2 separate regions of the Anas platyrhynchos genome follow, and region 1 is linked to region 2. Evidence: chromatin contacts called from public Hi-C data. All regions are on one chromosome and are shown on one strand. The core of a region is the stretch at or near the end of the contact, and the rest is flanking DNA. Distances in the headings are between cores, read along the strand shown.

Evidence for each region. A called contact is a pair of places that touch in the nucleus more often than the background predicts.
Region 1: a contact with region 2 is called in a Hi-C map of liver, with 3 times the contacts expected there. The contact joins the promoter of NEK2 here to the enhancer-like site in region 2. A contact is called at or near these places in 4 of 8 Hi-C or Micro-C datasets (liver, skeletal muscle and subcutaneous adipose tissue).

The regions. Positions count from the first base shown.
Region 1 is chr3:25,584,723-25,588,321 of IASCAAS_PekinDuck_T2T, reverse strand. NEK2 (NIMA related kinase 2) reads right to left here and starts at 1,905. Exons shown (of 9, transcript XM_027453028.3): 1 at 1,731-1,905; 2 at 1,410-1,627; 3 at 478-715. The coding sequence starts at 1,826. It overlaps LOC140002114 (a long non-coding RNA gene), which reads left to right and starts at 1,901. Exons shown (of 3, transcript XR_011808100.1): 1 at 1,901-2,278.
Region 2 is chr3:25,457,645-25,460,996 of IASCAAS_PekinDuck_T2T, reverse strand. It overlaps INTS7 (integrator complex subunit 7), which reads right to left. Exons shown (of 20, transcript XM_027453019.3): 8 at 2,127-2,244; 9 at 1,285-1,419; 10 at 635-732. Among named protein-coding and RNA genes, the nearest start is that of INTS7, 7.4 kb to the right of the region's middle. Within about 2 kb of position 1,401, at least 3 of the 8 cell types and tissues checked have an H3K27ac peak or open chromatin away from gene starts, as enhancers often do.

The DNA of each region.
Region 1 (3,599 bases), core at 656-3,155, 130 kb before region 2:
GCAACATTAATCTTCTCCCCACCAAAAGGTACTATCAGTGGAAACACATTCTTGTTCGTTTCTCATACAAATTAGAATCTTACCCTCAGTGTGTAATTTAATAACTTCTTTACCTTGACACTGAGAAACAGAAGAGCTCTCTAGCTTCTCTGTTCCTTTTAAGGAAGCTACTCCAACGTAACTACCTTACATCTATAATATTCCAAGCACGTAATACTAATTAAGGTTACTTTTCACTGTATAAGAAGGTAGCAATGGTGTGAGGAAGAAATGAGATGAAGGTATCTGGAAGCTAACCATCTGCAAAATAACCTTGTCTCCAGAACATACACACACTTTATCAAAGAGTCACCTGCATTTAAGACTAATAACTCTTCATTAAATCCTCCTAAGTATTAATGGACTCTGAGATCAACACCACAGAAAACAGTTCTCAGAGGATGAAAGGGAAGACAAGGCACAAAAGGGAGCTCTTACCGGAGACATGTAATATGGAGTTCCAACAAACGTTTTGGCAAAACTGGTGTCATGGTGCAGTATTCTAGCCAGTCCAAAATCTCCGAGTTTAACATTCTGCTTGCTGTCTAGAAAGACATTTGCTGGTTTTATGTCACGATGCACAGTGACTGCACCATCACTCCGTCTATGACATTCCTTCAAGGCCAACGTCAACTGAGTCAACACTCGGAGAACAAAGCTTTCTTCCAAGTAATGCCTGAAAGACAAAAACATTTAACAAACATTAATAGATGCTTTATAGCATACACCAACTTCAGTAGTTGCTGCCAGTCTTAGTCCTATATTTTTAAACAGTTAGTAACATTATCAAGCTCATCACCTTTAAAGATAAGCTATCAGCAGGCATCTACATGTGTTAATTTAAAAGTAGAAATTGAAAAAAATAAACACATTGTAAGATGTAGGCTTCTGTTGCAGAGTCTGCATGACATTCCCTTCCTCCCTCAAAAGGTCTAACAGATATGCTGCATTTCCGTGCCTAACAACACGGGCATCAAATTGTAAACAAGCTGAGAGCTAAGACACCTGATTTTCAATGTAGCCCTCCTTAAATGAGGGCACCGGTTTGGTTTATACAGCTCCAGCGCCACTTTGGACTGCTCTCACAGAGCAGCACCATGTACTTGTTCAACCTAAGCCTGTGAAGATTAACATTATACTTCAGAAGTAGGGTTTTTAGAGAAGCATCCGATCAGCTGGTGCACCCGCTAGCAGAACTCCCAGCAGCGCATCACACCGCCCTCTGCACATTTCACAGCAGTTGCTGGGTCCAAAGGGCTGGACTCTGAGGCACAAGCTCAGAGACACATTTCACCTTAACCTCGCTCCTTTGGCTGCCCAAGACGCTTCACCCTACACACCCCCACACCGCCCCGAGGTACTCCACGTGCCTTTCCCTCGTGCAGCGGGTGATGAGGCTGGCCAGGTCCCCGCCGTCGCAGTACTCCATGACGATGTACAGCGTCGTGCTGCTCCTGTCGATGATGCGGTCGTGGTAGCGCACGATGTTGGGGTGCCGCAGCTCCCGCAGCAGGTTCACCTCCGAAACGAGCATCTGCTTCTCCGCCTCCGTCATGGAGCCGTAGTCCAGCTCCTTCCACACCAGCACCTGCGGGGGGACGGACACCGGCGCTCAGCTCGCCCAGCCCCGACCCCAGCCCCCTTCGCCGCCCCCCACCACGCCGATCACGGCGCCTGCCGCCGCCCCTCACCTTGCCGTCGGCTTTGCGCCGCACCTTGCGGCACCTGCCGTAGGAGCCGGCGCCGATGGTGAGCAGCACCTCGTAGTCCTCGGGCCGCCCGGGCATGGCGCTAATGGCGGCCCTCAGACCCCCGCCTCACCGCCGCCGCCGTTTGAACGCGCCGCCCCGCCCTGCCATTGGCCGAGCGGCCCCGCCCTGCCGGGGATCCCCGCTTCCCATTGGCTGCCGGGGTAAACAGCGCCCGCCCGCTAACGGCCGTTGCAACCGCCGGGAGGCGGCGCGCGGCCGCCATGAGGAGAGCCACAGCGGGGCCGGCCTGAGGGGGGGGGGGCGTGACCAGACCCAGCCTGTTAGAAACGATAGAAAAGCGTTCTGGGAAATAACCCTCTGAGACCAGCCGGGAAAAACTGATTCTTCAAGAAATCAGTGTTAAAAACTCCACAAAAGTGACAGAGAAAGCATATGAGGACAGCTGTCCTACCACAGACAAACAGCTTCTGCAAATAAACCAAAGGGTGCCAAGGCTCAAACGTAAATTCGGCAGCAGGAATGTGTGGGTCCGTGTCCAAATGTTGAGCCAGCAATTATCATCAGTATTATTATTAAATTACATTGTATAACACTAGAATACACTGAATGGCATTACAGAGATTTTAAGTATATGCTGTATGATTTAGCATCATTTAGGGTATTTTTGGAGTGATACTGGAGTCAGTCGTGGACTCAGTTTAGCTTGATCTCTCTTAATTGTGTGGAAATGGCACTCTGAAGCAGAAGTTGTAACACACTTGTATAGATCCTGAATCAGGTACAAAAATGAGCAGTTTTAAGGCTTTAAAAATGGTATGGGGGCATAGGTGTTATGCTCTCACTGAATATGTATGAAATATTCTTATATTCTGAAGGTTTAGAAAAAACAAAGCCTTTGCGTTAATCATCAGGAGGCACAAAAGCTCCTTTTTTATCCACTATAAGAATTCTATAGCTTTCTATCTGTAGGTGCCTACTCATTACAGGAAAAAATGAGCAATTGAGTATAAAGATGTATATAGTTTTGTTGTTAATGAGTAACAGGGTACTCTAAATCATTCATTTTTATCATTAATTTTAATTATTACCTTAAAATGAAATTCCCATATACAGTATTAGCTTTGTAAATAAATTACGGCATTATGCAATAAGAATGACACAAATTGCAGTATGCATTATGCAGGCTGTAAGCTTCATTTCTGGTGTCAAATCTCTCTCTGTTTCAAACTTCTGTACTTTTAAATTAGCAAAAGGTCATCATGCATCCCCACTGTTATCAATGGGAGCCTTTCTATTTATATTTCAAAAGAAACAGAGTAGATTTTGAATACTGTGTTTCGTCTAGGGTCTATCTTAAAAGTTTCCTTAGAAATGTTGGTTTGAATCATACAACTGTCAAAAGGTCATGCTCCAAAAACCAGTAGCACAGTCATTTTTGTTCTAATTATTCCTATTTTAAAGAGCTTGATAAAGTGAGAAAAACGCATTTCTAAAAATTAGTATTAATTTTTTCTGTAGGTGCTCATTTTTCTTTTTCTTTCCCATTCTTACCATATAAGAGAACCCAGAGTCTAATGATTCCAATAATATATTTCAAGTTTGAAATGGAGACCACTTTTGTCAGGTGTTGTATTTTCAACTCTGATCTCTAATTCAGAAGCAACTCTTAGATTTCTAGTCTTGAAAATACATGTCCTGACTTCAGGTCTTTGAAAGCTACAAAATAGTTTTTGATAATCTATTTATCTATTTTTAATATTGCTTGCAATATTTTATTTTTTACATCAATTTTCACCAATTATTTTCTAAAACTTGATAAAAAAAATAAAATTATTCTATAGTTCATTG
Region 2 (3,352 bases), core at 152-2,651:
ATGTCTATTTAAAAAATAAAACAAAATCAGATACTTAACTGAAAGTGTGATTACAGAAATGCAGAAGTGCTAGTATTTTCAGAATCACATACCACACAGAGAAGATATCCAAAGAGCCCAAGTCTCTATCCCTGAGCTCACAGCACAAACATACCACAAATTCAAGAAACGATAAATCTTTTTTCTCTTATCAGCCTTTACAGGTAAATAACTAGACTAAATTCCTGGTAGCAGCTTATGAAGTAAAATACTAAAAATAATAGATCATAGGAATGTTGTAATCATGCACAAATTGCATCCCCATCTCCAAAAATCAGGGTCTCTCCAAAAATTTCTCCATCCTCCACAGACACCTCCATCCCATGTTTATGTTTCCTTACAGCTGTTCATCAGAGGGATGCATCTTTTTTCCATTATGACAACCAGCTTACTCTAGAGCTGAGAGAGGTCATGTTACAGTTGTGTACTACCACTCTGAACTCCAATTGCTGGCAGAACACAGAAAAATTTTGGTTTTTTCCCCAATATGCTGTGCTTCCACTAAAAAAGGATCTGGTGCACTTTAGCCCTTCTGCTATACAAACCATTACTGTAACTTACAGCTGTGCTAATGAAAAGACAACAGCAGTGTCACCTTTAAGGTTGCTTGAGCTCCTGGACTGCCATCTTGACTACAAAGAACAAGAAGAGACTCTAAGCCAAAAACTGCATCTTGCTCCAAAGGCAGAAGATCTAAGAAAAAGAAACAGTCAGTCAGCTCCCTGTTACAATTTCTGATCACAATCAATATAATACTTGCACTGGTGTTGCAGTGATGATAGATGAGTATTTTCCTAATAATTCTGCCTTCCTTTATTTTGATTTCAAACAATTCAATCTCTCAGGTAACTATTCACCAGTCACACCAACTGTGACATATGTAGGGTCAACATAACGATTCTAGACTATGCCTTCTAAATGTCACGTTTTTCTTTTGCAACAGACTTTGTTCTAAGAGTTTTCAAAGACCAACAAGAAATTCAGTAGCTTACAACATAGGTAAGACAAGCTTTTATTTAACAGGAGCTCTGCTGCACTTGGTAATTTTATGTAAGTTAACAGAAGATGGAACCTTACCAACCATTCATAAAATCCTACAAAACTTTTTCTACTAGATTACAGTCCCCATTCTTCCTGACCAGGGTAAAGGATCAGACAGCCTTACAGACAAGACCAGTTAATATGTGCTAAGTGCATAAGCCTGACTGTAAATAGACTCATTTCATAGTCCTTGCTTTCATTTACCTTTTTCCTGACAAGAGGCTGATATATTAGTTAGAATTCTCACTCCATGAGCTGCAATGCCACGGTTATTATGATAACAGCACTCCTGTGCTAGTTTTACTAAATCAAATGACCTTGCAGTTGTAGCTGCTGTTCCTAAATAAAGAGAAGACAGACAGGACATAAAAGAGCACATTCCTTAATTGTACCACAAATCTTTCAAGTACATTTATGCACAAAATCTGCATTGACTTAGGGTGCTTTTGTTGCTTGTTAAATCATTTATTTTAATTCATATGTTTTCATCCTATCATTTTAACATGTATTCCAATATATACAAACACAAAAGCCTTTCTTGAATGCAAGTTAGATATACACAAGAGAGTATCCAGGTCTAAAGGTTGATGTTTCAGGAACTATCACCATTTTAAGGATGAGACATCCTGAACCATTTTGAAATGTCTATTCTTTCTCATACCATAAAGCCTCCATGCTTCATTGCTCAGTTTATTCATTCTAATAAACCATGCAAATCCATGATTTCAAAGCACCTTAAGCAGAACACAGGTTGACCAGTTAAGAAGCACGCTGTTTCCTTAGTGTATAAATAGAATTTTAAAACCCAAAGGTAAACAAAGTTTATTAGCCACAAAATCCAGAACAGACCATGACTGGGTCTATCGATATATTACTATCCCATATAAGAGTACATACAGTGAAAACAGCCTAACTGACCATCAGTGTTCTCGAGGAAAAATATACTTTAAGAATATGCCACAAAGTGTTTAGTGATTGACCTGTTTACCGGTAGGTAGCCAATCCACCAAAAATGCTTAAGTAATCATCTGATCTAGCTTTCTTACCTGGAGCGCTGCTGAAGTACTGTTTAATGGCAATGGTCCCTGATAACGTGGAGAGAACAGATAGCATGCCCAGTTTCAAACTATCATAAGGGGTGTGAAGAGCAGATTCACACAGCGCCTACAGATTAAGAGAAGGGAGAAGATACAAAGGGAAGGAAGTCCCATGAGCTATCTGTATTAAATATTTAGTTGTACTTGTCTGCGAGAAGTTCTATGAATCAGAATTTTTCCCATTGAAAAATACTTATACTGAATTCAGAAGTTAGAACTCATGTCCTGAAGCACTGGGTTTAGTAGGTTGAGGATATGGCTTGCTAAAAATTGTCAGTGGATCTTGTATGCTAGGAAACACCACTTACAAACCACTTTATTGATTAAAAAGCAGTGACAAAAATATTATCATGTCTCATAGACCAAACATTGCAAAAGCTTTTAGGACAATTCTCCAGTCTATTACAGCTATATTGAGCATTTTGCCTTAAAACAATCCGCAGGACTGAGGGACAGAGGAATATTGAGGTACTTGAAATAGTACCTATGAGGAAACCTAGAAGACTTGGCAGGACAGACTGCAGGCTGCAGTCAGTTACCTTTGCAGTCAGTAGGAAGAAATGCACCTTCGGTAACTTTCAGAAAATCACGGTTTAGGACTTGTCCCTTTCCAATCTAGTTACAGTGTAAACAGCCAGGATACACGGACATGCAGCACTGTAAGAACTCCCCTTTTTCATTTCTATCTCACTAAACACAAGAACTTGTGTCTTCATTGGTAAATTCGTCTTAGTTTACACATCTGAAGTGCTCAGCAACAGCACCCTTGGACCAAATGCTGCTCTTACACAGTAGCATTAAACAGGTGTATGCTTACATACAAACAAAATACATTATGGTCTGAAGCCAACACCTTGAAAAACACCATGAGAAGGGCCTATGACCAAAACAGGCAAAACTGATGGAAAAAAGTCAAAGAATCAAAGCAGAGTTCGCCTTAGCCCACCTAATAAGCATTAGAAGTCAGACGCATCCAGAAAATATCTTGACATATATATCCTAATGAACTGGTTTAGGCATCAAAGGCATCAGCTTCTAAAACTGAAGTCTGAAAGTCAGTAAAGCCTCCACGGTCTGAAGACAAAGTCTCCTCTCTGACCTATCCAGACCCAAAATGCTAAAAAGTCAACACTGCTGAAACGGTACCAGAAAGAGGTTTTGCCATGAGAAAAAGA